Linked DNA regions of Mus musculus: all the other regions are linked to region 5. A link is a contact called in public Hi-C and HiChIP or PLAC-seq data. All regions are on one chromosome and are shown on one strand. Each heading gives the region's core, a stretch centred on a gene start, on an enhancer-like site or on the middle of the called end of the contact. The rest is flanking DNA. Distances are from core to core; before and after follow the strand shown. Region 1 holds the start of Dnaic2 (dynein, axonemal, intermediate chain 2). Region 2 has its middle 20 kb from the start of Cd300e. Region 3 holds the start of Cd300e (CD300E molecule). Region 4 overlaps Dnaic2 (dynein, axonemal, intermediate chain 2). Region 5 holds the start of Cd300a (CD300A molecule).

The links. Hi-C and Micro-C count contacts between places; a contact is called where the count stands out from the background. HiChIP or PLAC-seq counts read pairs in DNA pulled down with a chosen protein or histone mark.
Region 1: an H3K4me3 HiChIP or PLAC-seq map of bone marrow-derived macrophages shows a contact between it and region 5, with 5 times the contacts expected there. The contact joins the promoter of Dnaic2 here to the promoter of Cd300a in region 5. A contact is called at or near these places in 8 of 39 promoter capture datasets (3T3-L1-derived adipocytes, the C10 cell line, cranial neural crest and 4 more), 1 of 15 datasets of contacts at CTCF or cohesin (large pre-B cells), 9 of 484 Hi-C or Micro-C datasets (bone marrow-derived dendritic cells, bone marrow-derived macrophages, centroblasts and 2 more), 12 of 115 datasets of contacts at active chromatin or transcription factors (bone marrow-derived macrophages, embryonic stem cells, extraembryonic endoderm stem cells and 4 more) and 4 of 9 other capture datasets (adipose tissue, embryonic stem cells, liver and 1 more).
Region 2: a Hi-C map of bone marrow-derived macrophages shows a contact between it and region 5, with 34 read pairs. The contact joins the enhancer-like site here to the promoter of Cd300a in region 5. A contact is called at or near these places in 3 of 39 promoter capture datasets (the C10 cell line, the HPC-7 cell line and hippocampal neurons), 1 of 484 Hi-C or Micro-C datasets (bone marrow-derived macrophages) and 4 of 115 datasets of contacts at active chromatin or transcription factors (bone marrow-derived macrophages, embryonic stem cells and microglia).
Region 3: a Hi-C map of bone marrow-derived macrophages shows a contact between it and region 5, with 49 read pairs. The contact joins the promoter of Cd300e here to the promoter of Cd300a in region 5. A contact is called at or near these places in 1 of 39 promoter capture datasets (hippocampal neurons), 2 of 484 Hi-C or Micro-C datasets (bone marrow-derived macrophages and nephron progenitors), 6 of 115 datasets of contacts at active chromatin or transcription factors (the HPC-7 cell line, bone marrow-derived macrophages, embryonic stem cells and 1 more) and 5 of 9 other capture datasets (adipose tissue, embryonic stem cells, liver and 2 more).
Region 4: a Hi-C map of B cells shows a contact between it and region 5, with 2.0 times the contacts expected there. The contact joins the enhancer-like site here to the promoter of Cd300a in region 5. A contact is called at or near these places in 8 of 39 promoter capture datasets (the 3T3-L1 cell line, 3T3-L1-derived adipocytes, the C10 cell line and 4 more), 6 of 15 datasets of contacts at CTCF or cohesin (CD8 T cells, the NIH/3T3 cell line, embryonic stem cells and 3 more), 64 of 484 Hi-C or Micro-C datasets (the 3T3-L1 cell line, the AML12 cell line, B cells and 39 more), 21 of 115 datasets of contacts at active chromatin or transcription factors (the HPC-7 cell line, astrocytes, bone marrow-derived dendritic cells and 10 more) and 4 of 9 other capture datasets (adipose tissue, embryonic stem cells, liver and 1 more).

What each region holds. Positions count from the first base shown.
Region 1 is chr11:114,724,536-114,728,722 of GRCm38.p6, forward strand. It overlaps Dnaic2 (dynein, axonemal, intermediate chain 2), which reads left to right and starts at 2,884. Exons shown (of 13, transcript NM_001034878.3): 1 at 2,884-3,240.
Region 2 is chr11:115,079,346-115,083,778 of GRCm38.p6, forward strand. No RefSeq gene overlaps it. Among named protein-coding and RNA genes, the nearest start is that of Cd300e, 20 kb to the left of the region's middle. Within about 2 kb of position 1,731, at least 29 of the 459 cell types and tissues checked have an H3K27ac peak or open chromatin away from gene starts, as enhancers often do. A contact at or near this core is called in bone marrow-derived macrophages, where this site is marked.
Region 3 is chr11:115,059,429-115,063,633 of GRCm38.p6, forward strand. Cd300e (CD300E molecule) reads right to left here and starts at 2,611. Exons shown (of 4, transcript NM_172050.3): 1 at 2,557-2,611. The coding sequence starts at 2,596.
Region 4 is chr11:114,742,656-114,747,381 of GRCm38.p6, forward strand. Dnaic2 (dynein, axonemal, intermediate chain 2) reads left to right here. Exons shown (of 13, transcript NM_001034878.3): 7 at 1,646-1,785; 8 at 2,400-2,522. Among named protein-coding and RNA genes, the nearest start is that of Dnaic2, 18 kb to the left of the region's middle. Within about 2 kb of position 2,641, at least 18 of the 459 cell types and tissues checked have an H3K27ac peak or open chromatin away from gene starts, as enhancers often do. A contact at or near this core is called in B cells, bone marrow-derived macrophages, cerebellum and 3 more, where this site is marked.
Region 5 is chr11:114,888,628-114,892,832 of GRCm38.p6, forward strand. Cd300a (CD300A molecule) reads left to right here and starts at 1,414. Exons shown (of 7, transcript NM_170758.4): 1 at 1,414-1,807. The coding sequence starts at 1,738.

The DNA.
Region 1 (4,187 bases), core at 1,634-4,133, 160 kb before region 5:
TTCCATCTCAGAGACTTAGGGATCAGTTTCCACTCGATTTCAAAATTAGAAAAACAAAAACCAAACCACCACCAACAAAGGCATGAAAGCAGAAGGAAATGGGGAATAGATATGATCAAAGTATATTTTATGAATATATGCAAACACCATAAGAAAAGCCCTTACCCTGTACTATTGATTAGCACTAATAAAAAAAAAAAATCACTAGTTCGAAAAATCACAAGTTCGAAAAATCACAAGTTCAAAGCTAGCCTGATTACATGAGACCCTGTCTTTAAAAAAAAGAAGAAGGGATTGGGGGTGGAAAGGAAGCCAATGGTGCAATGGACTAGGGACCTGCCTGGAGTTTGTCCAGGGCGGAGGCTGATCTAAGCAAAGAATTTCTGTTGTCAGTTACGCTGTGATTGGATGGAAATCTGAGAAGCTTGGGGGGAAAACCAAACTAGGACCTTATGAATGCTCCTAATTATATGACTTCATGCTGGCCTCCCAGGGTGGCTGAGCTGAACCTGCCAAGAGCATAAGAGCTAAAAGCCAGCGAGTGAGTAAATGAGCCAGTGGAGGTCGGAGTGAAGGGAGTGAAGGGTGGGGTAGGAAGCCAGGGATAAAAATCACTGTCATAATAAAAATGACTGCAGTTTCCTTTCCAACTTCCCCCTTTTCCCTTTTTATCTGCACACACAGTGAACGCTCACACATATACCTCGCTTTATCTACCCATGTGTCATCAGAAAGTCCCCTAGCTTGCAACCCCAGCCAGCCACATTGCTCCATCCTGGAACTAATTGACCTGCTGAGTTACTCTGGTCCACACCGTGCCCCACCCCCACTCTGGGAGTCACTCCCCACTCCTCCCCCTGCATCTCAAAACCATTTCCTAGGGCCCGGTTCCAGCCCCAAATCCCACATCTCGGTGACTCATTCTTTGCCTGATTCTATCCAAATTTCCAGTGCCCACGCCTGGCCTGGGATTCACCTCATTCTCTGGAGCCTGTAGGGACAAGCACAGTGCTGGCGGGGGCTCACAATGGGCTGGATTATCATCTGTGTCTGATTGCGTGTTCTCCCCCATTATCCTGAAGAACTGCCACTGTTCAACGTGAAGATGGAGAAAGTTAAGTCTCAGAAATGGAAAGTAAGGCTGGGATGTAGTTCAGTGGTAGAGCTCCAGCCTATCCGATGCAAGGCCCTGTCAATCCCAATACTGAAAGATTATCTTAAGACACCACCATTCGATTGCTGTGAAGAGACGCCACAACCAAGGCAAATATTATACAAGAAAGCTTTTAACTGGGGGGTTTGCTTATAGTTTCAGAGGGTTAGTCCATTATCATCATGGAGGGAAACATGGTGGTACATGGACAGACATGATGCTGGAAAAGTAGCTGAGGGCTACATCCTGATCCACAGGCAGCAGGAAAGGAGAGAGAGAGAGAGAGAGAGAGAGAGAGAGAGAGAGAGAGAGAGAGAGACTGGGCCTGGTGTGAGCTTTTAAAGCCTCCAAGCCCACTCCCAGTGACATACCTTCTCCAACAAGGTTCTAATCTTTTCCAAAAAGCTTGTCCATCTGGGAACTAAGCATACAAATATATGAGCTATGAGGGTGATCTCATTCAAACCTCACAGGGGATGGCAGAGAGAGTGCCTTGCTAAAATCCCATGATAAATAAAGAACCAACCTCGGGTCCCAAATGCTCTTAAGGAACACCTCTGGGAAAGTATATACGGTTCTGTAGTTTTCTTTCTCTTTAAAAAATTATATTGTGGGCTGGAGAGATGGCTCAGAGGTTAAATACACTGACTGTGCTTCCAGAGGTCCTGAGGTCAATTCCCAGCAACCACATGGTGGCTCACAACCATCTGTAATGGAATCTTGGTACCCTCTTCTGGCATGCTGACAGAACACGGTACTAAATAAATAAATAAATCTTTTTTTAAAAATCATATTGTGTATGTGTGTGTTTGTGTGTGTCTTACATAGCACAAGTATGGAGGTCAGAGGACAACTTAGAGAATTCAGTTCTCTCCTTCACCATGTGTGTCTGGGGCTCAACCCTAGGTCATAGAAGTGGTAGCAAGCCCCTTTCTCTACTGAGCCATCTCACCAGTCCTAGATATAGGACTCTACCTCCCTTCTTTAATTCTTTTTAAATTATTGATGATGATGATGATTGTGGGTGTGCTACATGACACAGATCAGAGGACAACTTTGTGGAATCCATTTTTTCCCCCATTTTTATGTGGGTTCTAGGATGTGAACTCTGCTTGTCAGGCTTACCCAACAAAGTGCCTTGTACTCAGCCTGTCCATCAATCCCTCCCACATTTTCTCACTTCCTTGCCTCAAGCTCATGAGAAACACATCTCTCTTTGTGTCATTCATGTGTCCATCAGCTAGCTCATTCATTCATGCAATGAAACCATATTTACAACGTGCCAGCCGCATAGCTAAGCCATGCTTGCATGCATTGAGCCTGACCCTCAAGGAATTTCCATTCCAGAGATGAATTCAGAAGGGTGGTGGTGCAAGGGATACGTTAACAGAAGAGACCCGGACATTGTAGCAGTGACAAATCAGACATGATCCGAACTGACCCAGGTGCGGGGCTTCCCACGCTCTGGTCACTTTGATTGCGTTTTCGGGGGATACGGGAGTGGGGGAGGGACTTTGCTGGGTATAGACTGTAGACTTGGGTAGGCATTTTGGCAAAGCTTTGGTTAACTTTCCTCCACCTCTTCCGCAGACCTCCTCCAGAGAAGGAAGGAGAGAAGGGGGTGCTTCCGACTAGCGGGACCAGAGTCACGTGCTCCAGATCGCCTTCCGAACTGCCGGCGTCTCGGCCCGGCCAGGGTTGCTAGGCAACTGGTAAACTCCGCAGCTCCCAGCCGTTTAAGCTGCGCTGGAGCTGGGACTGGTCTTGGGCGCTTCTCCTGGGCTGTGTGGCAGGAGGTGAGCCAGGATAAGGGGCGGGCGTCCTAGAGGACGTCCAAGCCCGAAAGAAGACCTGGCAAAAAGAGGGAAAAGCTCTCGAGGGTAATAATCACCAACAGTGCAAGAAATCTCGGAGAACTGTCAGGTGCTGGAATCAGCTCATTCTGCTGCATTAATCCTCGCTGCCCTGAATATTCTTCAAGCTCCAGGACCTCCTCAGCCTCCAAGCACCTTGCCTTCTGCACTTCTCCACCAGGCCCTGACCCGGGCTGTGACCCGGAGTGGGCGGGACCTCTTTCTGGCTTTCAGGTGAATGGAACAAAATTTCAAGCCCAGGAAGGATGGGTTGTTAAGAAGAGAGCTTTCAGTTAAACGTAGGGAGGGGGATAGGGATAGGCCGGTAAACCCTGCACTCCTGTAAACTGATGCAGGAGGATTACCAAGAGTCAGAGAGCAACCTAGACTACTCAGTGCGCTCTAGGCCAGTGGACTCAGAGTGAGAGCCTGTCTCAAAGACTAAGAGAGGGGGCTGGAGGACTGTCTCAGCTGCTAAGAGTGAGTGCGCTCTTGCAAAGAACCGGGAGTTTGATTTCCAGCACCCACATCAGGTGACTCACAACCCCTGAAACTCCAACTCCAGGGGATTTGGCACTTCTGGCTTCCACCCCACCTGCACTTGTGTGCACTTACACACACACACACACACACACACACACACACACACACACACACACACACACGATTAAAAATAAAGTGAAATTAAGAAAAATAAAATGGAGGGCGTAAAATGGGAGATCACAAGAGTCTTGTGGACTGAGCACAGGTACTGTATGTAAATGCACCTTTTCTTTTGCCCCTCCATCTGGGAGTTGGCCTTTCATCTACATTTAGGGTCAGGAGACCATTTTCCTAACCTTGTCCAGAAGGTTCACAAAGACATTGGAAAGACACAGGAGCCCTTCCATCTGTATTCCTCACTCAAGCACGGCTCTACAATTCCAGGCACACAAGGGACAAAGGGTGACCCTCCTCCTGGCCCCCTTCCCATACTGACACCTCTGTTGCCTGCTATTTCCTGGCCCTTCCTCCCAGCTGTGTACCATGCTTTCCGCTCAACCACAAGGGGTTCTCTCTAGGAACGACTTTGCTCATTATCCTCGCCTGAGGCAAGTCTTGTTGTTTCTGTTGGGCTAGGGTGCAGGAAATGATCACATGTTTTGGTGTTTGGACCAGGGTATAGCGGTTCTTTGTGACCC
Region 2 (4,433 bases), core at 481-2,980, 190 kb after region 5:
TCTATGACTTCTCGAGACAATGCTACTCTCTGAGAGGAGGCCAGTCATGATGTGACAACAGGGAACAGGTGGGGACATGAAAGGGCCTTTCAAACTGATTCTCCAGGGCACATTAACTAAAAGGGACAGCAACAGCCACCTAAACGTATCCTCGTGCCTGAAAATTCCCACACCCAGAGGTCGTGACAAGGAAAACCCCCAAGTCAAAGCCCAAGAGATTCTAAGTCACAGAGCCTGGGGAGTCTGCATTTCCAAAAAGACCCATGGGGGGGGGGGTGTCTATGGGGAAGTCTAACCACTCTCTCAGTTAGGGTTTTCTGTTGCTTTGATAAGCACCATGGCCAAAAGCAACCTGGGAAGGAAAGGGTTAAGTTCATCGTACAGCTTACAGGCCATCATCCAGGACACAAGGACAGCAGGACCTCAAGACAGGAACTCATCAGGCTAATTGGCAAATATCTTTCTGCACTAAGCCATCTCATCAGCCCTGGTTTATTTCATTTAATCCACATGGGAATCCTAATGCCACCATACAATTCCTACCCCACACTGGACAGAGAGGCTCCAAGTGGCAACTATATGCCCCGGCAAGGCTTTGATCTGTGGTTGTCACGAGTGATTCTCCGTCCCCAAATTCCGGCAAGTCACAAGTTTTACTAAGAGCACCAGTATAGCATTCTAGTGCAGCACACACAGTGGAGGGCCTAGCACATCAGTAATAGCATCTGGGGCTCAATGATAAAGACGAACGGCCGAGCCGAGCACTTGGCATGTTCTGCAGCATCTTCTCATTTATTCTTCACGGTCCTGCAAGGAAAGGGCTGTCGCTCCTCACTAACTTTTAAAAAGATTTATCTTTTTATTTTATTTTTAATATTTATTTATTTCATGTATGTGAGTATACTGTCACTGTCTTCAGACACACCAGGAGAGGGCATCGGATACCATTGCAGATGGTTGTGAGCCACCATGTGGTTGCTGAGGATTGAACTCAGGACCTCTGGAAGAACAGTTAGTGCTCTTAACTGCTGAGCCATCTCTCCAGCCCCTATTTTTAAAGATTAATTTATTTATTTTATGTATATGAGTACACTGTCACTGTCTTCAGACTCACCAGAAGAGGGCATTGGATTCCATTACAGATGGTTGTGAGCCACCATGTGGTTTCTGGGAAATGAACTCAGGACCTCTGGAAGAGCAGCCAGTGTTCTGAACTGCTGAGCCAACTCTCCAGCCCCCGATCTTATTTTTTTCAGCATCTATTTTTATTTATATATTTATGTCTGCATGAGTTTATGTGCAGTTCATACTGCAGGTGCTCACAGAGGGCAGAAAAAGGCATCAGGTCTCCTGGAACTAGAGTTACAGGGGTTGCAACCTGCCTGATGCTGATGTAAATGCTGAGGACAGAACCCAGGTCCCGTGTGTGAGTTGTGAGCACTCACAATTAGTTAGCCATTTCTCCAGGACCAATTTATTGTGCTCTTAAATATGCGTATGTATACACGTATGTGGTAAGGGAGTGGTATACGCACATGTGTCCAGGAGCCCGTGGAAACCAGAATAGAGCTTCGGGTCCCGGGAGCCAGAGTTACAGGCAGCTGTGAGCTGCACAACACAGGCACTGGAACCTTGGTCGTCTGCAAGAGTAGCAAATGTTCTTAACTGCTGAGCCATCTCTCGGGCCTGCAGTTCTTCATCATTACCACACTGTGGCAGCACTTGCAGCTGGCTTTGAATAAAGGACTCTCAGATGTAGAGACAAAGTGGACTTCTCATACGTGGACGACAGGAAGCTTGTGTGTGAAGGTTCACAGCGGTGCTGTTTGCAACAAACAAAAACCAGGAGGCGCCATGCGTCCTTGGAGGGGAGAATGAATGAGCATTTGTGGTGTATTCGTTCAGCTCAACGCTACCAAGCAGCCCTTGGAGCCGTAAACTGCAGCAACATTGGCAAAACAAGAGAGTCTAGGAGGTGATTTTAAGTCAAAGTACCAAGGAAGCCGAGCATGGTCGTTCATGCCTGTAATCCCATCACCTGGGAAGCTGAGACAGGAGGATTGCAATGAAGTTGAGGCTAGCCTGGGCTACAGTGTGAGACCCTGTTTCAAAAGAGAAAAGAGACCAGGTACTAAGAGTGTGTGCTACTCTGGAAAACAGTTTGGTTCCCAGCATCCAAGTCAGGCAGTTCTGGAGTGCCCGTTACTCCAGCTCCAGGAGATCAAGCGCCCCCTTCTGGACTCCAGGGGCATCTGCACTCACATGTGCCAGGCACACACCTCTCCCCAGAAACACATAAATAAAATTTAAAAAACTTTAACACCTTTAATCTTAGCACTCCGGAGGCAGAGGCAGGTGGATCTCTGAGTTTGAGGCCAACCTGGTCTACAAAATGAGTTCCAGTACAGCCAGGGCTACACAGAGAAACCCTGCATCAAATTATTATTATCATTATTATTATTATTATTATTACAATAAGAAATTAAAGACCAAAAAAAGCAACTAGGTGATGGTGGTACACACCTTTAATTCTAGGAGTCAAGAGGCAGAGGCAGGTGGATCTCTGTAAGTTTGAGCCCAGATTGTTCTGCAGAACAAGTTCCAGGACAGCCAGGGCTACACAGAGAGACCCTGTTTCAAAATAATCATGCGTGCACACGTGCATAAAAAAAGGAAGGGAGATGGTTGTTCCTCCAGGCGATCATCGAATTGGGATGAGCATATGGCTAAAGCAGCTCACCACTAGGTTCCTTAGGGTTCTTCTGTGCTCCTGTGGCACTGGGATGGAAGAATGAATGAATGAATGAATGAATGAATGAATGAATGTCATTTATTCATGAATGATAAATGAGCCAGATATCAATTTAGTTCAACCATAGTCCAGTCTGATTCGCTATACCCCGAGTTCCATCTTAAAGAAAACTGAGCTGAGAACTTAATAAACGGACCCTTTGGATAGAGGGATTGAGTTACCCTCTCCCAGTCTTCATTCAACTGTACACCTCGGGGCTGGGGACAGACAGCCTGGAGGACCTGGGAGCACCTTCTGTCTCTTTTTGGAAAATGGCTGAAATCAGATCCCTGTAAGCAGGTGGCAGGCTGGGTGGGAGAGGCCGCTGGAAAAGGATCATGGCCAAGTGAGGTGTGACTTCAACAAAGAGAGAGCTGCAAAAACATGATGCCTCCCTTGCAGAGAATCTCTTGCCTGTGCCCTGGCAGCTGCTGCGGTCTGGGGGGAGGGGTGTGTAAGGGAGGGGTCATCTGTATTATTATCAACAGTCAAAACTGACGCTTAAAGAGCAAATTCCTCCCCAATAGGCAATATGCATATTCAAAATCCCAGAAAGTGATCGATCACAGACAACTTCTCTGAACTAAACACATTTTTACTTTAACATTTTCTATTACATTTTACTTAATTTGGGAGTGTTCAGGGGGCGGGATCATGCCACAATGCACATGTGGAAGTCAGAGGACCACGTCTGGGAGTTTTACCTGCTAAGCACTTTTTTTTTACTTGCTAAGATGTATTTCTGACCCTGACTTATTTTTAGAGGATACGTTTATAGGGAAGCAATGTGATGTTAGAATATTTGTCACACACAGTGCGGGATTATGAACTCTCTCACCTGGAATTCTTTGTGACAAGAACCTTTTAAGATATGTTCTATTTTTAATTATGTATATATGTGTGTATGTGTGGAAGGTGGGCGCATGCATATACACACAGGTGCCAGAAGATGCCAGAGGCATCAGATCCCGCCGGCCTCACCCCCTCCCCGCCCCCCCCCCCAGAACTGGAGTTAGAGTGCTGGTGGGCTGGGAATGGAGCCCAAGTCCTTTTTGAGAACAGTATGTGCTATTAACCACTGAGTGACCTCTCCAGCCCTAAACTTTTTCAAATAGAACGTGGCTGTGACCCGAATTCACTGTAGTGTAGAATGGTTTGCTAAAATGTGCTCAGTAAAGAGAACTTGAGTCCTTGGACCAGGCTCTTCCACCACACAGTGAAGGAATGGTGCAGGAGGGATCTAAAGGGTTGTAAGTAAGCTTTGACTTTACCTGCTATCCTGTTGTGCTCTGAATATCCCCTTCTCTTAGGGACTGTGAGTTTGTCCATTCTCAACATTAAAGTTGCCTGGAGACGCTGCTGAAGACAAATGTCCACTAGGTGGCAGCAGTGAGTCATGGAGCGCTTCACACTCTGTGGCGGAACCCCTTGAATGTAGAGGAAACTCTTGGGAAAGGGGGAACAGCTGAGGGGCCAACTGTGGAGGGACCAGAGAGGCTCCTGGAGTCCCAGCCAGGGGGCTGTCTTCATAGTCAGGATGTTGAAGTAAATGTGACTCACGATGGAGTCATTAGATGCTTCCTGTACCACTCTGGAGTGGTGAGCCCTCTTAGCTCTGAGACCCTGACCCTTCCGATGGGAT
Region 3 (4,205 bases), core at 1,361-3,860, 170 kb after region 5:
TTTGTTCATTTTATTTTGTTTGTTGTTTTTTTTTTTCTCCTCCTCCTCCTCCTCCTCCTCCTCCTCCTCCTCCTCCTCCTCCTCCCCCTCCTCCTTCTTTTTCTTTTTCTTTTTCTTTTTCTTTAGACAAGATCCCCCTGGTAAGCCAAAGCTGACCTCACAGTCCTCTTACCTCAGTCCTTTGAGTGCTAGGAGTTATGTGTGCCACCCTGCCTGGCTATTTCTGTTCATTTAATATCAGAAAGCAGTTCCTTCCCTTTGCCTTTCCCTCGCTTGCTCTGTGATTGTCCCTTCTGCCTTCTCACCTATCCCTTCCTCGTTCCTCCCTCTCAAGCTCACTATAGAACCCACTGTGGGTCTCCTCTATAAATACAAGATGACTGCCTTTTCCCAAACTGTGTTTAGAACCTTAGGTAGATGCAGTGGGCAGAGGGGATGTTATGAAAGAAGAGAGGGCTGAGATACAGAAGGAGAAGTGCACTGTATGTCAGTACAAATTACATCACAGTTTAAATCGGGGCACAAGCACTCTGTCCTTAGCATAAAGATGAACAGGTCAAGATGGGGAGGCCCACTCCGGAAGGATGTGTAAAGAGAGGTCTTCCTCTAGAGTTTCACTGCACTGAACTGCACTGAACTACAGCACTTGGGCAATTTAGTCAGATGTAAGCAAGCTGATTTGAAGAAGTAGTTGTATGCTGGGAGTGGTCCTGCTTCATGGTGTTTGCTGATTACTGGGGTGTCAATATTCTCATCATATCTGATCTGAAGCTCTCATTTACTGTAGAGAAGAGGAAAAGCCCATAGACAACTCCCGTGAACTGGGACAAGGCAGGTCCAACCATCATTGTGTCTGGAACCTATGTCAGTCATTACAGCATTTTAACCCTACTCTCCAGACTGCCTGAAGATTCTATCATCATCATTGTAATCATCACATCATCATCTTCACCATCTTTACCGCTAACATCATTACCATCGCTACTACCACCATCGTCTTCACCATCACTACATCATCATCATGGTCATCGTCGTCGTCATCATCCTCATCATCACCTTTAGTCAAGGCAACTCAAGCCTCTAAGTATAATACAATGAATGCCTAAAGATCTAGATTTTATCTTGTTTTTGTTTGTTTGTTGTTTTGAGCCAGGCTCTCATGTAGCCAAAGCTGGCTTGGAACTATTTAGCTATTTTGCTGAGAGCCCTTCAGCTTCCTATGATGACCTAGATCATGAAGGCGCTGAGGGGGCTGCTGGGAGATGCTCCAGGCTCCTCTCACTTCACTCAGAAGAAAGCTGTTTGGGGGCCATCAAGATGGCTCAGTGGGCGCTTGCTGCGCAAACCCGGTTGTCATAGTTAGGTCCCTAGACTCACCCTAAAGGTGGAAGAAGAGAGCTGACTCTACAAAACTGGCCTCTGACCTCACATCACCACCCACCACCACACATACCACACGCTTACATCATAAAAAGGAAAAAGAAAACTACGTGTGGACAGAGTCACTCAGCTGGCCTCTTCCTTTAAGCCCTAACCACCACTGAAGAAAAAAATGCAGGTAGACATGGGGTAGCTTTTATGTTCTATGAGGGTCCAGCAGCAACAGCAACAGCAACAGCAACAGCAACAGCAACAGCAACAACAACAACAACAAAAACATAAAAAGTCACCTGCAAAGAAATACCCTCGAATTTTCATCCTAAACAGTTCCTGGAAAGAAAATGTGTTCTCCCTTTTTTTTTTTTTTTTTTGAGACAGGGGTCTCATTATATAGACCAGGCTGGCCTCGAACTCACAGAGATCCACCTGCATCTATCTCCCAAGTACTGGGATTAAAGTCATGCACGACCATACTTGGCCGAAGTATCTTTTACAGATTTTTTTTTTGGCAAGATCTCACTATGTAGCTGAGGCAAGCCTACAACCTCCTGCCTCAGCCTCCTGCATGCTGTGGTTACAGGCACCCACTGTCACAACTGGCTACTCTTTATTCCTTACAAACACTTCTAACCTCTTTAAACTTCAGCAAAAACAAGGTCACTGCTGACTTCTGCACGCTCCACGGTCTTTAAGATCTCTATCTACACTTTAGCATAAATCATTGCTTTTCTGCTCCACTGGCTGGTCCATCCTTCAAGACTGACTTCTGTGAAGACTCGATGAAGCCTCCATCCCTCTGAGGGCAGAGCGAGGAGCCCCTGCTGTAGTTGATATCTACAGGATCGGTCTGTATTGTAACAAGACTTATCCTGTAGCATAATCATTTGACTCCCTCATTCAAATAGGATTCCCCTTGACTGGGGGAAGTTACTTTATAGTTACAACATTTAGAACAGTCCAGGGTTGCAGTTGGTGCTTAGTAATGGTTTGTAGGACCCATAGATGGATGCTGGACTACACTGATAGATAAAGAGATGGGTGAATGCATGTATGTTCCCCCTGCCCCTAGGCCCCACCCCCACTTCTGACATCTGGATTCTGGCTTGAACCCAGGACTCCGACTCTACCCCCCTCCCCCCTGCAAAATTAGGTTTACAGATCCACCTCCCTACTCACCTTGGAAGCAGAGAAGGAGCAGACCTGCACATAGCCTCATCCTCCTGCCTCACTGGGTGCTGTCTCCAGAAAACTCCAGGTCGCTGCTGGAATCCAGATGTGTGTAACAGAGCCCAGGCAACCACCTTCTTGTTCAAGTTCTCTCCATGTGTTTTTTCTTATCTGCTTCCTTTGCACTCTGAGCTACTTCCTACTTTAACAAAAAAAAAAGGAAGATGAGTGAGAATCGCTTCAGAGAATGAACGGAGCAGATCCATTGCACGGGCCTGCACTCAATAAAAGCACGTTTGTCACAGCCTGACGCTTCAGGAAAGCCAGTTGCTGTGTGCAATAGCTTCAGCCCTTGTTTCTCCAGCTCCCTTTCCTGTCTAGTACACCTGCCTGATCCCCACTGCTTCCCTCTGCTATGGCTACTGACTTTGGGATCATAAGTGCCCCCCATTCAAAGAGCAGAGATGAGGGGGTCCTCTTTGTCTTTCTCAACCATTGTTTCTGCCCAGTTGATCTCAGGACTCTGCCACGGCACTCCGGTGGAGTCAGCCTGTCAGGCAGGGATGCCTAAAAGCTGCTCATGAGGAAAAAAGAGTTTCAAGGAAGCTCTCCTCCTGGAGTCTGGCGTTCTCTCTAACCTCTCTAACCCATACATTGTGAGGAGCGGGTGTGGCGGCAGTCCCAAAGGCGCCAGGGACTGCAGCTAAGTCGTATGACTTGCACCTGACTTCCTCATATAAGCCACAAACATCTTGAGAGCTGCGCAGGTGTACCAGGATACTGGTGAATCCATTTTGATGGAGATATGCCCCTGCTGCCCTGATTAGCTGAAGCTGCGTGCCTGGTGAGGTGGCGTGGCCTGCTGTGCGTGGATGGGAACTGAGAGTATAAAAGAGTGAGAGACCCAGAGTTCAAGGGAGATATAAACAAGGGAGATATAAACAAGGGAGATATAAACAAGGGAGATATAAACAAGGGAGATATAAACAAGGGAGATATAAACAAAGGGAGATATAAACAAGAAGAAACGGGACTGAATAAACGTGTGCAGAAGGATCCTGTGGCAGCGTTGTTCTTCGTGGCCAGTTGGGTGCACGCAAGAATACATTAATATTCCATTCCCGCGTTAGTCTAGTGTATGGATCCACGTGCTCTCTGTTAGTATTACCCTATTATAAGTGCCTTTTAAGATTGAATTCTGACATAGCTAAACCCAGTGTTCCAACATCCCAGAAAGCAGCAAGGAAGTTTAACCTATTCAGTAACTAATTAAGCATTACAATAAGACAGAGCCAGTGGCTCAACTGGTCACAGAAAGAGCCTGGGAATCTCACTGAGATAGAAATCTTTAGTACAGGCTACATTCCATACCTATAGCAAGTTGATTTACTCTCCTGACAAATGGAGATTCTCCAGACAAGATAAGAATTAGCAAGGCCTAGGAATTTAGGGGTCCGTGACACTACATTATTCTTGAGGCCTGCCAAGAGTAAAAAACCCCTGGTGCTATTAACACTAAAGTGTGAAATTCTTGCCTGTCACCTAGGCAGGGCTGCTAATCTCTATTGTAAACATTTATTTGGTTCCTGCAATTCCTTTCGCAGTCATTCCCTTGTATCTGGTAAATTTCAATGTACCTTGCCTGATGTGACTTGCAA
Region 4 (4,726 bases), core at 1,391-3,890, 140 kb before region 5:
ATATATATATATATATATATATATATATATATATATGTATACACACACACACACACATAGCACAGCGAGCACATAGAGGTCAGAGGACAACTTGAAGGAGGAGTTGGTTCTTTATTACCATGTGGATCTCAGGGGTTAAACTCAGGTTGTCAGGCTGTGAGAGGCACCCTTACCCGATGGAACTTCTCACTGGCTCTCTAAAAAGAGAATAAATTAGTAAATAAAAATAATAAAATTAGCACATAAATAATATATATTATTTATATAATAATATAAATAATACAATTCTAATAAAAATTAGCATTGCTATTCTAATTTTAGACTTATTTATCTTATTTTGTGCATGAGCGTACCTGCGTGTATATGTGCACCACATTATGTGTGTCTAGTTAAAGGTACAGGGTCCGTGGGAAGTGGACTTACAGATGGTTGGGAGCTATCAGGTAGGTTTTAGGAATCAAACCCAGGTCGTCTGGCTGGATGACAAGAAGTTTAACCCACTGAGTTACCTTTCCAGCTGCCCCTCCGAGAGTTGCTTACAGCAGCATGCTCATACAGCAAGGAGAGCTGCCGGTGCGTGACCTTGCCTGGGAGGACCTGGGCCTGTGATTCCCCTGTCTTAGATCCTGGCTCACCCCTTTTGCTTGGCTAGCTCTGCCTTCAACCTTAGTTCCCAGCCACTTTCCCTTCAGACCTTCCCCGACCAGAGCAGCCTCTCCACCTCCTGCCCTCACTCCTGCCTCTCCCGATACTGAGCCTGGGCCCATGCGTTTCACCAGGGTGTGGGGTGTTGCTGGGCACGGTGGAGCACGTGGAGCCTGCAGCCCAGGAGTCTTTGCAGTAGATCGTATGGTAGAAAATATAGGGTGGTTTGAACGTAGCCCTGATTCTAAAAATCCGGATGATTTCCAAACTTGGAAGCGTTGTCCCCTCCAACTCGACTCCTTTTCCAGATGAGAAACCGTGCCTCCTTCACAGACACTTGAGCACCCACCCCCAAACACAGCTCTCATCTCAAAGGGAAATGAGAGAGAGCTGATTCTAGAGTCAATATGGATGTCCAGGATCCAGAAGCTTGGACAATTTACCCCAGACACTAAGTTCCAACCTGCAAACAGTTTCACAAAGTTCTTAAAGTAGCACAAAAGAAAACCACTAACCAAGGGCCTTTCAGGTAGTAAGGTAGAGCCATAAATGTAGCACAAGTCTATAAACCCAGCACCTTGGAGGTGGAAGCTGGAGAGTTAGTAGTTCAAGGCCATCCTTAGCTATATAGCAAGTTGGAGGCTAGCCTGGGCTACATGAGACCTTGTCTCAAGAATCCCAAACAAATCAAATGAATGCCTACCCACCTCCCATGGCCAAATATTGGTGGTAAGAATAACAGGCAGGTAGGTTAGAACATTTGGAAACCAGTCTCAGGTCTCACACGTGTTATCTGATGACTCTCTTCTCGTTTCCTATTTTTGTGTATTTTGAGACAGGGTCTCACTATGTAGCCCTGGCTGGCCTGGAACTCACTATGTAGACCAGGCTAGCCTCCAACTCAGGGTGTCAACTCTCCCCAGTCACAAACCTTTAATACAGGTTTGATCGGTTTGTGTTTCTGGGACCTTGAGTTCACAGTCTGGTTTTCTCCCGTCAGCCTGCTGGGATACCCGGAAGGGCAGCCTGGTGGCAGAGCTGTCCACCATCGAGTTCAGCCACCGAGACCCAGTGTATGGCACCATCTGGCTGCAGTCAAAGACAGGCACTGAGTGCTTCTCAGCATCCACTGATGGGCAGGTACCATTCGGCAGACCCTGGAGAGGAGGAGAGGGAGGGGAGGGGAGGGGCCGTCCAGAGACCACTGCCTTATGTTCTGCCTTCCAGTACTTTGTATTGTATTGTATTGTATTGTATTGTATTGTATTGTGCAGTGCTGGAGCTGGAACCCGGGGCTTCATGCATGGGGGGGGGGGGGGGAGGGAGGGTTCTACCACTGAGCTGTACACTCCAGCCCCCTCTTTCTTGTGTTTGTTTGTTTGTTTGTTTGTTTTTGAGACAGGGTTTCTCTGTGTAGTCCTGGCTGTCCTGGAACTCACTGTGTAGACCAGGCTGGCCTGGAACTCAGAAATCTTGCCTGCCTCTGCCTCCCAAGTGCTGGGATTAAAGGCGTGCGCTACCACTGCCCGGCAGCCCCCTCTTTCTTAAACAACAACAAAAAAAAAAAAAAGGAAGGAAGAAAAGAAAGAAAGAAAGAAAGAGAGAAAGAGAGAGAGAGAGAGAGAAAGGAAGGAAGGAAGGAAGGAAGGAAGGAAGGAAGGAAGGAAGGAAGGAAGGAAGGAAGGAAGGAAGGAAGGAAAGAAAGGAAAGAAAAAGGCAGGGTCTTCACAGTCTCAATCGCCCTTCCCTGCCAGGTCATGTGGTGGGACATCCGCAAGATCAGCGAGCCCATCGAAGTTGTCATTATGGACATTTCCAGAAAGGAGCAGCTGGAGAACGCCCTGGGCGCCATCTCCTTGGAGTTCGAGTCTACCTTGGTGGGTGTTTTTTGTTCTCCCTTCCTCAACCTCGCTTGCTTGGGCTACGGACAGCAGGCATGGCACCTTGCCGGGCAACCTTACTCCTTGTGAAGGCTTTACCGCGATCTTCCAGCAGGGGGCAGCAGAGCACCTCCAGGAAGGCTGCCGTTGACACCAGCTTGAGGCCCGCCCTTCTGAGCAGAGGGGAGCTTTAAAACCAGAGAAGCCCAGTTTTAGGGGAAGATCCTGCCCAGAACCAATGTCCTCACTGCTTTGGCTTCAGTTGAGGCCCTAGGCTGGTCACTTCCCTTCCTCGGGAGGGGGGGGGGTGCAGGGGGAGGGAAATAAACGGGAATTGAGGAAGGAAAGAAGATCAGAGGAGCCAGGTGGAAAAGCAGAGCACAGACCCCGTTAGAACCAAGTCTCAACAGACAGGGAATGATAAAGAAACTCCCAAAGCCAGGAACGCAGATGCAGGCCTGTAATCCCAGCATATCTGAGCTGGAGGCAGGGAGATCAGGAGTTCAAAGTCATATGTAACAAGTTTGAGGTCCTGTTTTGTTTGGTTGTTGTTGTTTTTTTTTTAAGTCAAAACAAACAACAAAACAGAAAACAAGAAGCCAGAGAGAGCCTTTGTATTTGTACACAAATTTGACCTGAGTTTAATTCCTGGATGGAGCTATGGAAGGAAACTGACTCCGGGAAATTGTCCTCTGACTTCTACTTATATATAGTATGTCATAGTATTCATGGACACACACACACACACGGGGGGGACACAAGGGGGTTATGATGATCATGATGATGTTGATAATAAATAAAAATTTATTAACTCAAAATTGAAGCCAGAAGCAGAAAAATCACTGAAAATTCAAAACCGGCTGAGATCACAGAGAATTCCAGGCCAGCCAGGAGTACATAGCAAGACCATGTCTCAAACATACAAAAGCAAAGACCTATAAAAATAAAATAAGCTTAGAGTTTATCAGAGCAGTCTCAAGAGTGCGTCAGAAGCAGAAAATGGACGCTCTCCCCAAATCAAGGCAAGAAAATCTCTTTGCAGATGGGTCGTGGCTTAGGCTGGTCCCTCCTCTAAATAGCTGAGGCTCAAGCTTGGTGGCCCCACTCCTATGTCCTTGGCAGTGTCACTTATTTGGTTCATGGTCACATCATGCGTAGGACCTGGGGAGGCTCTGCCCTCACACCTGCCTCCAGCATCCCCAGCCACAGGCCAGAATTCACTTGCTGGAATGATGAGTGGGAAGGCAGCCACTCACCCCGAACTCAGGGCTTATCTGGGGGCGTTCAAGAAGACATTGTGCCCTGATGCTGCGATTTCTAGGCCACGTGCTGAATGTAATGTCCCCTCTTCTCCACAATGGTCCGTGAGTACACAAAGGTCCGTGAGTACACAGCCTTTGCCAGATGTCGGCAGCTGCCATGCTCCTGTTAGGCCGGGGTTTTGTCCCTGCCTCCCCACAAACGAGAAGAGTCCTGGTGACAGTAAGCTGAGGGCCCTGGCACTTGGCAAAGCTGGGACTTGAGCCCCAAGCTCTGATTCTGTGCCTACCCCATATGTCTGAGGCAAGCAGGCAGGGGGCTCTTCCTCGACCATTTATAGGTACACCGTGGCTGGCCTAATGGCTTGCTTCTCAGGGCCCCCCAAATTTGGTCTTTTTACTTCATACCCAGCCTTAGTAGCTCAGTATTCTCTCTCTCTCTCCTCTCTCTCTGTCTCTCTCTCTTTCTGTCTCTGTCTCTATCTCTGTCTCTGTGTGCTTCTCTCTTGTTACTGAATACTGAACCTGGGGTCAACCTTTCAACACTAAGCCACACCCCTAGGCTATGAATGAAACAAACCTCGAGGTTTGAAAGCTCATAAAATTATCACCTACTCCCTTAACCATTATTATTCATTGATTTTTAAAGATTTCTCTCTGTGTGTGTTCTGCTTGCATTTGTGTGTGCCACATGCAATCCTGGTACCTGGAGAGATCAGAAGAGAACACCCAGGAACTAGAATTACAGATGTTTGTGAATCACCATGTGATGTCAGGAGTCAAACCTGGCTCCTTGGCCAGAGCAACAAGTGCCAGCTCTGTAGGCCTGACAAACTGTTTGTTGTTTGTTTGTTTGTTTAAGACAGGGTTTCTCTGTGTAGCTCTGGCTGTCCTGGAACTCACTCTGTAGACCAGGCTGGCCTCAAACTCACATAGATCCTC
Region 5 (4,205 bases), core at 164-2,663:
TCCTCCTGCCTCTGCCTCCCAAGTGCTGGAATTAAAGGCATGTACCACCATGTACAGTTTAATGTTTGTTTGTTTGTTTTTAAAGATTTATTGATTTTATTTATTTGAGTACACAGTCACTGTCTTCAGACACACTAGAAGAGGGCATCGGATCCCATTACACATGGTTGTGAGCCACCATGTGGTTGCTGGGATTTGAACTCAGGACGTCTGGAAGAGCAGTCAGTGCTCCTAACCTCTGAGCCATCTCTCCAGCCCTGTTAGTTTGTTTTTAATTTTAGAAGTACTGTGGTGGCTTGAATGAGAATGACTCCCATAGGATCATCGTTATGAATACTTGGTCACCAGGGCGTGGCATTCTTTGAAAGGATCAGGAGGTGTGGCCTTCTTGAAGGAAATTTTCTCTGGGGGAGTGGGCTTTGAGTCCCAGTCAGTGTCTCTCTTCCTGCTGCCTGCTGATCTGGATGTAGAACTCATAGCTCGTTCTCCGGCACCATGTCTGCCTCCAGGCCACCATGCTTCCTGTGGTGATGACAATGGACTAGACCTGTGACACTGTAAGTCAGCCCCACTTAAATGCTTTTTATAGATAACACTTGCTGTGGTCATGGTGTCTCTTCACAGCAAAGAAACACTGACCAAGCCAAGTATCTAGAACACAAAGTTCCATACTGATCTTTAGTTGACATATGATGCTATTACTATCAAAGAGTGGTGTGTTTTCTTGTTGTTGAAACAGTCTCTCCAGACTTGTGGGTTCCAGCAATGCTCCTGACTCAGTCTCCAGAATAGTTGTATAATAGGGGTATGTCCCCGTACCTGGCCATCAGAGAAATTTCTTCAGGATCCTGAAGCGTTGTCTTCCACCCGTCTAGCAGTGTAACTAGCAGGTATCTTCGAGGGCACATTTGTAGCAAGAGGAGGAAAGCGTGAGATGCTGAGGAGGATCTGGAAGGGAGGGCGCTCTCGGGACCTCATCATTGGCATAGGGCTGCCTGCGGCTTTAATAACTACTATTATTATATGATTAATATAGTATAATAGCTAGCTATTGGGTGACCTGTTTTACAATAAGGTCAGAGTTTCCTGGGCTTTCGTGCCATTCTGTACGAGCTGGAAGGGTTCACAGGACCCCTGTGTACATGTTTGGTGTCTCCGTGGACCAGAGAAAGAGGGAGATCTGCAAGTTGTCTGGGTCCTTGCTCAAGTTCAATGGGGCTACACAAGAAAGAAGGTCGCAGCCTGGAGAGCCCCTGGTCAAATGGAAGACACATTTTCCAACACCAGAAACCCTTCAGGAATTTTTGGGGGTCCAGGCCTAGAGCTCCCAGGAAGGCTTCATAGTGGGCACCACCCAGGCAGGGCTAGCAGGTCTTCCTCTCCACAAGGCTGCCATTCTTCCCACAAGGAAAGGAGGAGTGACTGGGTGCCAGTCAGAATGAAACCTGGCCCTGCACCCTGAGCCAGACGCAAGCAGGGGTCATCAGGCTGTCATGGCAGCCTGGCAGTCATGAGATCAGAGCCTCACGGGGGGTTCATCAGCTCGCCTCGGCTCCTTCCGATTCTTTTAGTTTCTCCCGTAGCTCCAGGAACAGAACTGAGGAAAGTCGGAAGCAAAACAGCTAGACACAAAGAAAAGCAGAAGTGGGCGTCTCAGAGACTGGCCGTCCCCCAGCGGGACTGAACCGTGGAGCGTCCAGCCGTGGCCTGCCTGCCGGTGACCCGTGTGTGGGAGAAATGACCCAACTGGCCTCAGCTGTGTGGCTGCCCACACTGTTGCTGCTGCTGCTGCTTTTTTGGCTTCCAGGTGAGGTAGTGTCTGCCCGGGAGGGCGGGGGGCTTCGGGGAGATGCAGTGTGAGGCACTGGAATGGGGATCTCTCTGTGCACAACACCAAATGTGGCAGCTGAGTCCTTCATGTAAGGTGGATGACCAAAGAAAGGGCCGTGCTTGGGGGGAAGGGACCGGGATCTCCCTCTGCACACAGCTGTCAGAACAAGAGACAAGTCAACACACGGTGGGGGCTGGTGGCTGTCCAGGACGGGTGCCCAGAGGATTTTTGGATGGTTTAGAATAGAAAACAGGAGGTCAGGGCAGGTGGTACCAGTATGAGTGGACAGTGGTTGTGTTGAGAGGCCCTGACAGGCACGTGCTGGTGTGGATGTGTGTGAAAAAATTTAATCTGTCTATCTTTCTTTCCTTCTCTTCCTTCCTTCCATCTTTCCCTCTTTCTTTCTTTTCTTCTTGGGTCCCCCCCCCCCTTTTTGGGTTTTCAAGGCAGGGTTTCTCTGTGTAGCCTTGTTTGTTCTTTCTTTCTCTCTCTCTCTTTCTTTCTTTCTTTCTTTCTTTCTTCCTCCCTTCCTTTCTTTCTTTCTTTCTTTTTTGTAAGGTTTTTTTTTTTTCATTTTCTTTTTGGGATAAGTCTCACTGATTAGCCTTGGATCTCACTCTGTGGACTAGGGTGGCTATGAACTCACAGAGACTGCCTTTCTCGGCCTCCAAAATGCTGGGATTAAAGGTGTGCACCACCACACCCCACAGACTTCTTTTTTGGTTCTTTACTCTTCGAAAATTTCATGTATGTGAACAATGTAGTCTGACCATATCTGACCTCCCCAAGTCTGATTCCCCAAGTCTGTTCAACACATCTCCCTCCAACTTAGTATTATTTATATATTTTTTAAAAAAACCATTGAATGATTAGCACTGGCTCTATGCACGTGGGTATGGGGTCATCCACTGGGGCAGAGGCAACCTGCCAATAGCCACACCCCTAAAGGAAAAAATTTCTAATCCCAGTACTCTGGAGGCAAAGGCGGGCAGATCTCTGTAAGTTTAAGACCAGCCTATTCTACATAGTAAGTTTCAGGCCAGGCAGGGTTACATAGAAAAAAAATCTTGCCTCAAAATAAATAAATAAATAAAGAGAGAGAGAGAGAGAGAGAGAGAAAGCAAGAAAGAGAGAAAGAAAGGAAGAGAGAAAGAAAGACACTGGTTTCATCTGGGTTTACACACTTATTCACAGAGGTTTGAAAAAAATTATCTTGGCTATTTTTCCCTTTATTTATTTGGGTTGTCTTCTTCTTCTTCATTTTTCCCCCTTTGGGATTTAAGGGGATTTAAAGTGCCCTGCTAAGGGAAGTGGTGGAAAGTTAGAAAGCCAACCATCTACTGGCGGTGGAGGAGCATCCTTGCAAGCCAGGAAAGGTACAGGAGGGCTGGAAACTGCTGTTTACTTATTAAGCACGTCGGGTGCAGGGGATGACTTAGTGGAGAAAGTGGGCACCTGAGTTTGGATTTCAAGCATTCACATGAAAATTGGATTTGTTATGCATGCATATCCCCAGAGCCGGGGGTGCAAAGATGAGTGGGACTCGGTGCTCCTCCTAGTCTCTGTAGGTACCGTGCTCCCGTGCACATACGCACACATACACATAATTAAAAACAAATCATGGAGAGATAGCTCAGTGTTAAGTGCACTTACTGCTCTTCCAGAGGTCCTGGGTTTGGTTTTCAGAACCCACATAGTGGTTCAGAACTGTAGAATTATTATTATATTAATATTGATCCATAAAATTAGTACAGCATCCGTGATTCCTTAACCTCTCCTAGTTCCCCAATAACCATACAGGGAGACCAAGGTTTATTAAAATTGCCTTGAGGCAGATACTGAGCAATCATTACTCCTTTCTAAACTTCCAAGTTAGTCAGGCCTCCTCCCAGACAATATCCCCATCTTTCTTGAATTTCTGTTGTCTCTTATCCAGCGCTCCTTTCCTGATGTTTTCTCCACCTCCCTCCTGGCTCTCTTTCATTTCCTCCTAGAACCGGAAGTCCCACCCCTTCTCTCCAAAGCTCTGTATTGGCTTGTTGGTTTTTCTTGGCAAGGCAGAGAACAAATGAGGAGCATGTTTATGCAAACTTGAGACAGGAGCTTTTAAGAATAAACATAGCAATGCCATGTCTGGATTGAAACAAGAGATGTGGGCAGAGAAATGAACAAGGGTAAACTTTGCACAACATACAAAAACATAATGTATACACATAGCCACCTATAACTCTGGTTTCAGGGCTTCTCACACCCTCTTCTGGTCTCCATGGGCTCCATGTATATGTGTGGTGCATATAAACTCACATACAAATATACAAGTATAATAAACCTTAAAGAAAAACCTTAAAAAAAAAAAAACAGAACCTCAAAGTCA